Regions from separate parts of the Rattus norvegicus genome. Here region 2 is linked to region 1. A link is a contact called in public Hi-C data. All regions are on one chromosome and are shown on one strand. The core of a region is the stretch at or near the end of the contact, and the rest is flanking DNA. Distances in the headings are between cores, read along the strand shown. Region 1 overlaps LOC120101678 (a long non-coding RNA gene). Region 2 holds the start of Plcb4 (phospholipase C, beta 4).

Evidence for each region. Hi-C and Micro-C count contacts between places; a contact is called where the count stands out from the background.
Region 2: a Hi-C map of liver shows a contact between it and region 1, with 2.6 times the contacts expected there. The contact joins the promoter of Plcb4 here to the enhancer-like site in region 1. A contact is called at or near these places in 3 of 12 Hi-C or Micro-C datasets (frontal cortex, liver and mammary epithelial cells).

The regions. Positions count from the first base shown.
Region 1 is chr3:143,311,690-143,315,071 of GRCr8, reverse strand. It overlaps LOC120101678 (a long non-coding RNA gene), which reads right to left. Exons shown (of 3, transcript XR_010065397.1): 2 at 2,930-3,059; 3 at 1-1,520. Among named protein-coding and RNA genes, the nearest start is that of Plcb4, 93 kb to the left of the region's middle. Within about 2 kb of position 1,736, at least 10 of the 93 cell types and tissues checked have an H3K27ac peak or open chromatin away from gene starts, as enhancers often do.
Region 2 is chr3:143,404,460-143,407,841 of GRCr8, reverse strand. It overlaps Plcb4 (phospholipase C, beta 4), which reads right to left and starts at 1,869. Exons shown (of 38, transcript NM_024353.2): 1 at 1,752-1,869.

The DNA.
Region 1 (3,382 bases), core at 487-2,986:
ATGTATTGTGGAGGAAGTTTAATATAGATACTAGGAAGAGTATAGTCAGAGGCATCTGGGAGTGACCAAAGTGACCAGGACCTGACTGAGCTGGTCCATGTGAGGAAAGAGGGGGAGCAAGAAAGGAGGCACTGACCAAGAGGGACAGCCTAGGCTAAGAGACTGGCCAAGAGATAAAGATGCCCAGCATGCACAAAGTTCTAGTTCCACCCCAGTACCATATGAACTGACCAGGATAGCAAACACAGGCCCAGAAGTAGAGACAGGATGAAGTTTGAAGGACATTCTTGGCTACATAGTGAATTTGACTCCAGTCTGGGATCCATGATACCTTGTCTGAGAAACAGAGCTGGGGGATGGGGTGGGGTTGGGGGGACACAGGCAAAGAGATAGAGACAGAGACTGAGAGTTAGAGAGACAGAGAGATAGAGACAGAGAGGTACAAAAGAATGAAGAGTTCACCAGATTACTTTAACCCAGTGTTTTGGAAAAAAAAATCACCTCACCATGTCCTCTGGCATGAGGAAATATCACTTTCCAAGTGTCCTCAGGGAAGCACCTTTGTCCCTTATTTCCTGAAGAGAACAGTGTGTCTGAAAGGGTTTCCTGCTCCCTCGGTTGGAACAGTGATGAGAGGAGCCTCAGTAGCCTACACACACAGTCAGCAGGAATCTACCCAATTAACCAGTTGGCTTGGTGTGGCCAAGAAAAGTCCATGTTTCTTAGTAAGTGTCCCCAGGTTTCACCATGACAAGTGCTTTCTACAGAGGTTGCGCCAGCATTTGGTGGCTCATTGTGAATTTTAAAGTGAAAGGAAGAGTTAAGTTGAGGCGGCTGATGGGTCAGAGGGGTTCGTTCTTCCAGTCCACCTGCCTCCTTGGCTTCTCCTCAACTCAGAGCTCCTTTTGCTCAGGCAGGCTGACCCTGTCTGCATTAGAATTCAGCCTTCAGACATGTTGCCGCCTGGCTTACTGTCAGCCTCTTGGAACACTCTGTGCTTCACTTGGACTTGTCACAATCTAGATCCTCTTTTCATGGATCATGTTTCAGACAGGAAACATGATATGGGTGTTACTCGGCAGTCTAGCCTGGGCTAACCTGACCTTTAATTTCTTCTTTCTCCATTTCCTTCATCACAGCCATTCTCTTTTTAACCACGGGATCCAGAAGAACCTGAATTGATGTTCCATGGCGGCATCATGTGAATAGCTTCAGCAGACAGCTGGCCTGTGTTGGAGTCTTAGCATTCCTTTCCTCCAGTCAGGCTCCCGTGCCCACTTAGCAACCACTTAACTGTCCACTCCAGCCCTCAGAGAAGCCCGCTGTGCTGATTTGTATCAGAGATTAGCTCTACCTGTCTGTGAACTTCATGGATGCGTCTGGTTTCTTTTACTTGCTATAATATTTTTGAGACTCGGCGGATATACTTCAGATGACTGGAGTGTGAGCAGCATTGAGTTTCTGGACATTTCTCTGATGGCTGTGAATCTTCTAAGATCTCAGGGGAGAGCAGAGGAGACCTAAGGAAGGGAATCTTTTGAGTCCTCCCCTTGTTCTTTCCAAGGTCAACACTTTGTCTGAGTGTGCACAGTGATTGGAAACAGAGATTGCTGGGTTCCCTACAATTCCTTGACAAGGGATCATTGCCAAGGCCAAGGCCACAGTGTTTAGAGAAAGCCTCCCAGGGGTTCTTGCAGCTGTCTCCTGGAAGTCCTGCCCCTCCTGCAGGAGACAAAGGCTGGCCTTGGCTCTCAGCATGGGAGACTGCAGGCTTCCATTTCCTGCCCAGCCTTGGGGAATCTCCTTCCTACTTCACTCCTTCCCATCCCCCAAGCACAGGAACCTCTCTGCCCTGCTCCCTGCTCCCATTTCCTTATCAAATGTTTAGGATTAAACTGTTTTCTTACAGCAGCTTTCCCGTTGGCCTTGCTTGACCTGGACCTGAGACAAAAGAACACAATGAATGGCTTTCTCTGCCGGCCACTCCAGTGTCCTTGCGGCCTTGGAGTGGCTTAGATGTGGTCCTTTTACCTCTTCAGTTTTATCTGATATTCTTCATTTTATTCCCTGTACTCCAAGCCTACCGGCCTTGTTACTAGAGTTATTAGGGGCAGAGCCTGAACCCCAATAGCCCTAATATGCCAGATTTGCCCATTTGTCCCCAATAAGATAATTAAACAAACAATAATAGTGAAAAACTCAGAAAAAGGAAATTTAGCCAGTGTGGCCGCACTGGGATGCAGGATAAAGCCATCACATGACTCCTGAAGGTTTGTCTTCTGAGGTCCCTGTGAGGTTTCAGACTCAGGAAAATGGCTCACTGAGGTACTTGTCTAACATATCCAAGTGGAAGCTTGCTGAAAGGTTCTCTCAGCATAGCCCAGTACTTGTTAGAGTCATCCTGACTGACATACCCAGCCCCTACCCTACTCTCTCCAGGGCCTGGGTTGTTCTTCCCACAGTTACTCTGCTCTCTATATAATCTCAGCCATTTTGGACACAAGATACTTTTTTTGATGTTGGCCTCTGGGCCACCTGATCTGTGGCTCCTCTCTTAGGCCTCCTCTCCTCTCTGTCTTCTTTTCCTCTCTTGCTTTTTGTCCCCCTGCCTCCAGCCCATTTCAGTCAAGACCCTTCCAGATGCCTCTGACTATGTTGTCTCTCATATATACAATAAAATTGCTCCTTCTATACCCAGAAGCAGTCATGTGTTCTCTCTGTCTCTCTGTCTCTCTGTCTCTCTCTCTGTCTCTCTCTCTGTCTCTCTGTCTCTCTCTCTGTCTCTGTCTCTCTGTCTCTGTCTCTGTCTCTGTCTCTCTCTCTCTCTCTCTCTCTCTCTCTCTCTCTCATTCCCACAGAAAATTTGAGTGAGGGACAGAGTTATGCACAGCTAAGCAGTAAGGCATTATCCTGTCAATCATTTACCCACCACAATCATAGCTCCAGTTTCTCCAGAAAATGTGTTCTGCTGCTTCTTCAGAATTGTTCAAAATATCCTTCAAAGGATACCCCTCTGGCTGGCACTCGTCTTCAGCCTTTTCCTTCTCTCACAATGAGATCTAGGAAGAAATACCAATTTCTTGGAGACCATTAGTTTATGAGTGTGGTAGCCAAGAGGAAGGGCATGGCTGACACTTTAGCATATGTCCATTACTGCTGGCATAGCTACCCTCTGTCTCTGGAACAGCCAAAAGTTCTACCTCTTCTTTAGGGCCTTCTCCATAGCTTCTTTTGTGTGGGTCATTCTTATCTTTAAGTGGCTGACTTTCATTCAGGTCATAACCAAATGTCACCCCTACAGAATAGAAAAGTCATCATTGTTCACAAAGGGCCAAACCTACTCCCCCTTCACATGATGAAGATGGTTTTGCAGTAGCTATTT
Region 2 (3,382 bases), core at 620-3,119, 93 kb before region 1:
CATTTCCACCGCGATTAATTCAGGGCTGGTAGTGATATCATCAAAGCTAAATCAAAACTAAGTTCTGATGGCTGAGTAATAAAACGGGGGTGGGGGGGGCGGGGGGGGGGAAGCACACCCAGGAACCAGACACCCAGCACTCTGCAGCACACTGCTACATGTAAAGACATACTCATTCTGCCAACCAAGTTTCACCAACATAAAAATGCTCAGAAATGCTATTCTATTTTTAAAGTAATTTTTTTCTTACAAGAGGTTTCCCCCACAGACACCAGTCACATATTAAATGTCTACAGCGTAAAAAGATGATATAACAGATCAATACACCAGTTGAAAAATATGCAAGACTGTTCTGTGGGGGGAAAAAATTCTAGATTACATAACACAGACAGTCAGGGATTACACCACAAGGTCCTGGTGAGCTGAATTTCTGAGCCTCTGTATCAATCTGCAACTTGGGAAAACGAAGTTTGAAGGGTTCAAAACATTAGGTTCTCAGTTCAAACACATCTTTAAAAAGACATCGGTCTTTAAAATACTCAAAGGACTAAGTTGAAATTTTACACACACACACACACACACACACACACTCTTCCTATCCTAAAAAGTAATTCACTTTCTGAGCTCCATGAAGTCTGCCCAGGTAAAGTCACTGGCTGCTCTTCCCCATCATCTTATTTTATGCTCTGATTTCCCTTTAAAAAGAGAAATTCGATTCTTTTTCAAAGCACTGTACTCCTGCCTATGCTTGGACGTTATTGTCAACCACGGTTATTCAAAACATTACTATCTCCACAAATGGACAATTTAGATTTACAGACCACCATGCATCCCACTTTTACTTCAAAAATGGCGACTGTCCAAAAAATGTTTTGCCCCAAATTAAATCTCAAGCCCCTTGCTTTAGAGAAATAGGAAGAATCACTATAGGAGGTTAGGGGTTTTTAAAAGTCATATCCCAGGGGTTGGGGATTTAGCTCAGTGGTAGAGCGCCTGCCTAGGAAGCGCAAGGCCCTGGGTTCTGTCCCCAGCTCCGGAAAAAAGAACCAAAAGAAAAAAAAAAAAGAAAAAAAAAGTCATATCCCAAATGCATGGATATTTGTGGAAATATAAGACATTTGCCTTTCTTTCTAGAAAATGCTGGATCTATAACTCTGGAGTTGTTCAATTGGAAAATTCTGTGTTTTCACACTTAGATTCAGTAGTTTACAAAGTCTAAACTCAGAAACCGTACAATATAGACAGGGTCTAATTGACTAAGAAAAAACAACTTTAAACTTCTGAAAATAAAGCGATGTTCTTTTACATGCTTTTAGGGGGCCAAAAAACTGCCCTAAAGGAGCGCTTAGCCTGTCAGTGTCAACTGGAAACAGTCTATCATTTGTAAGCTGCCCCCAGAAGACGCTGAAATGCACACGCACACACATTTACATGCGTTGCACAGTGCCAACTATTTCCAACCAAAATAATCATATACACGTCGAGCCGAGCTATTTCTAGCGCAGAAGAGGGTGAACGTCCGGGTAGGCAGAGGAAACCCAGTAGCAGATGATTGTTGGGTAGGCGGGTGGCGGCGGGGTCCCCTGCCTCCCGCGCAGGACGCCTCGCACCCCGCACCTGCACCGGGTCCTCGGCAGGGCATCCGGGGGCGCGCGCGCGCGTCCGGGACGCGCCCGCGGGAAGCCGAGTAACCCGGCGGGCTGGGAGCGGCGGGAGCATCCCCGGGCGGGACCCAAAGCGCCTTCTCCTACCTGTCACTTCGAGGCGAGTCGCTGCTGGGGATGCGGCCACCGCCGCCTCCGGGAACCCCGCTGTGTGCGCGCGCGCGTGTCTGTGTGCGCGCCTGTGAGAGCCTGTTTGCGGCGCGGCTCCTTAGCCGCTCGCGCGCCGCCACCCCCTCCCCGCCGCCGCGGCCGCCGAGCCCCTCCGGCGCCGCCCCGCCCTCCGCCGCCTCCGCCCCCCACCGGCCTGCGCCTCCCCGCCGCGCTCACCTCGTCCGCCCGCTGCCCAGGGCTCCGCCCGCCCGCCGCTCCCGCCGAGCCGGGCCCCGTGCGGCCCCGGGCCCGCCGCCCCTGCTCCCGGCCGCGACGCTGCCTCCGGAGCCCAAGCCGTCGCCTCGCAGCCCCAACCTGCCCGGGCTACGGAGCATGCCCAGTGCGGCGCCCGGCGGGGCTGGGGGTGGACCGGGGCCGCGCGGGCCGGCCGGGGTGGGGGTTGGCTGTCCCGGGGTCGCCGCCGCCTTCCCGGTGCAGGGTATGGGCGCGTGCCCGTGCGGACTGAGCTGAGCCCTCAGCGGGACACCACGCGCCGCTGGCCACGACTCAGCGGGTGCCCGGCCCTGGAGGAGGGGGCGCGAGCCAGCCAGAACCGGGAGCGGGAACTGGGCTTTCGTCTATGTTACATTGAACAAACACGGAGAGCTTGTACACTGCAGCAAAGGGATTTTATTCATTCAGCCCGAGAAACAATCTGCCGGAGGAAGTACTACAGCAGGCTTACACTGAGCCAGAAAGTGATTTCCAAAGTCTTCCCCCAAGTGATCCTAAGACGTGCACCTAACTCCACCCTTAGACTTCGGTCCCAGGGATGCTGGGGACCGCTGTGGCCAGCTCTCCCTGTGCCTGGAACCGACATCCGGGTGCCCTAAGTCCTGCTGAGGCCGCCTGGCCGTGTGCATCCAGCGGCACCCTTTGTGGAGACCCTACACAGGAGTCGCTCCGGAACTCCCCGAGGGCTTCCTCCTACAGAGGCCACTCGGTTTCCTCCCTCTCCTGCTTGGCGGCGGCCACCAAAACCCGGAGACGTGGCACCTGCGCACTGGGGACTGGGGCCCATGCTCGCTGCGGAACTGGGCATGCTCAGCTGCCCGAGCTGGTCTGGCGGGTCAAGAGGAAAGGGCTCAGTTTGGAGGTTAGCTTAAAAAAATGGAGAGGAAGAGGGCAGAGGTGTGGGCACAAAGGGACAATCCAGGCCCTGTGGGCACAAGCAGTTGAAAATGCAAAACAGTTGATCCCTTAGTTCATTCTGGCGGTTACCAGCAGAGATAGAAAGAAAATAACCACCAAAAGTTCATCAACTAGTGTGATGGTAAATGCCTATAATGCCAGTTGGTTTACAGAGCAGCCTAAACTATGCAATGGGTTCAAAGCCAACCTGAACTCTGTCTCAAAACAAGAAAGGAAAAATAATCTGTCAATGTAAGGGAGATGGACCGAGAGCCACTGACCACTTCCTAGCCAAACACAGAGCTTCAGGTTTAAGTGAGCCTTGAAAAGGGTTTCTCAGTGCTGAAGCTGCGTGTCTGTGAGGGAACCCACAGAAACATTCACTAACCCAGGTCAGCCTTTTCCACCAGGGTTAAAAAGACACCAAAGATCCCAGA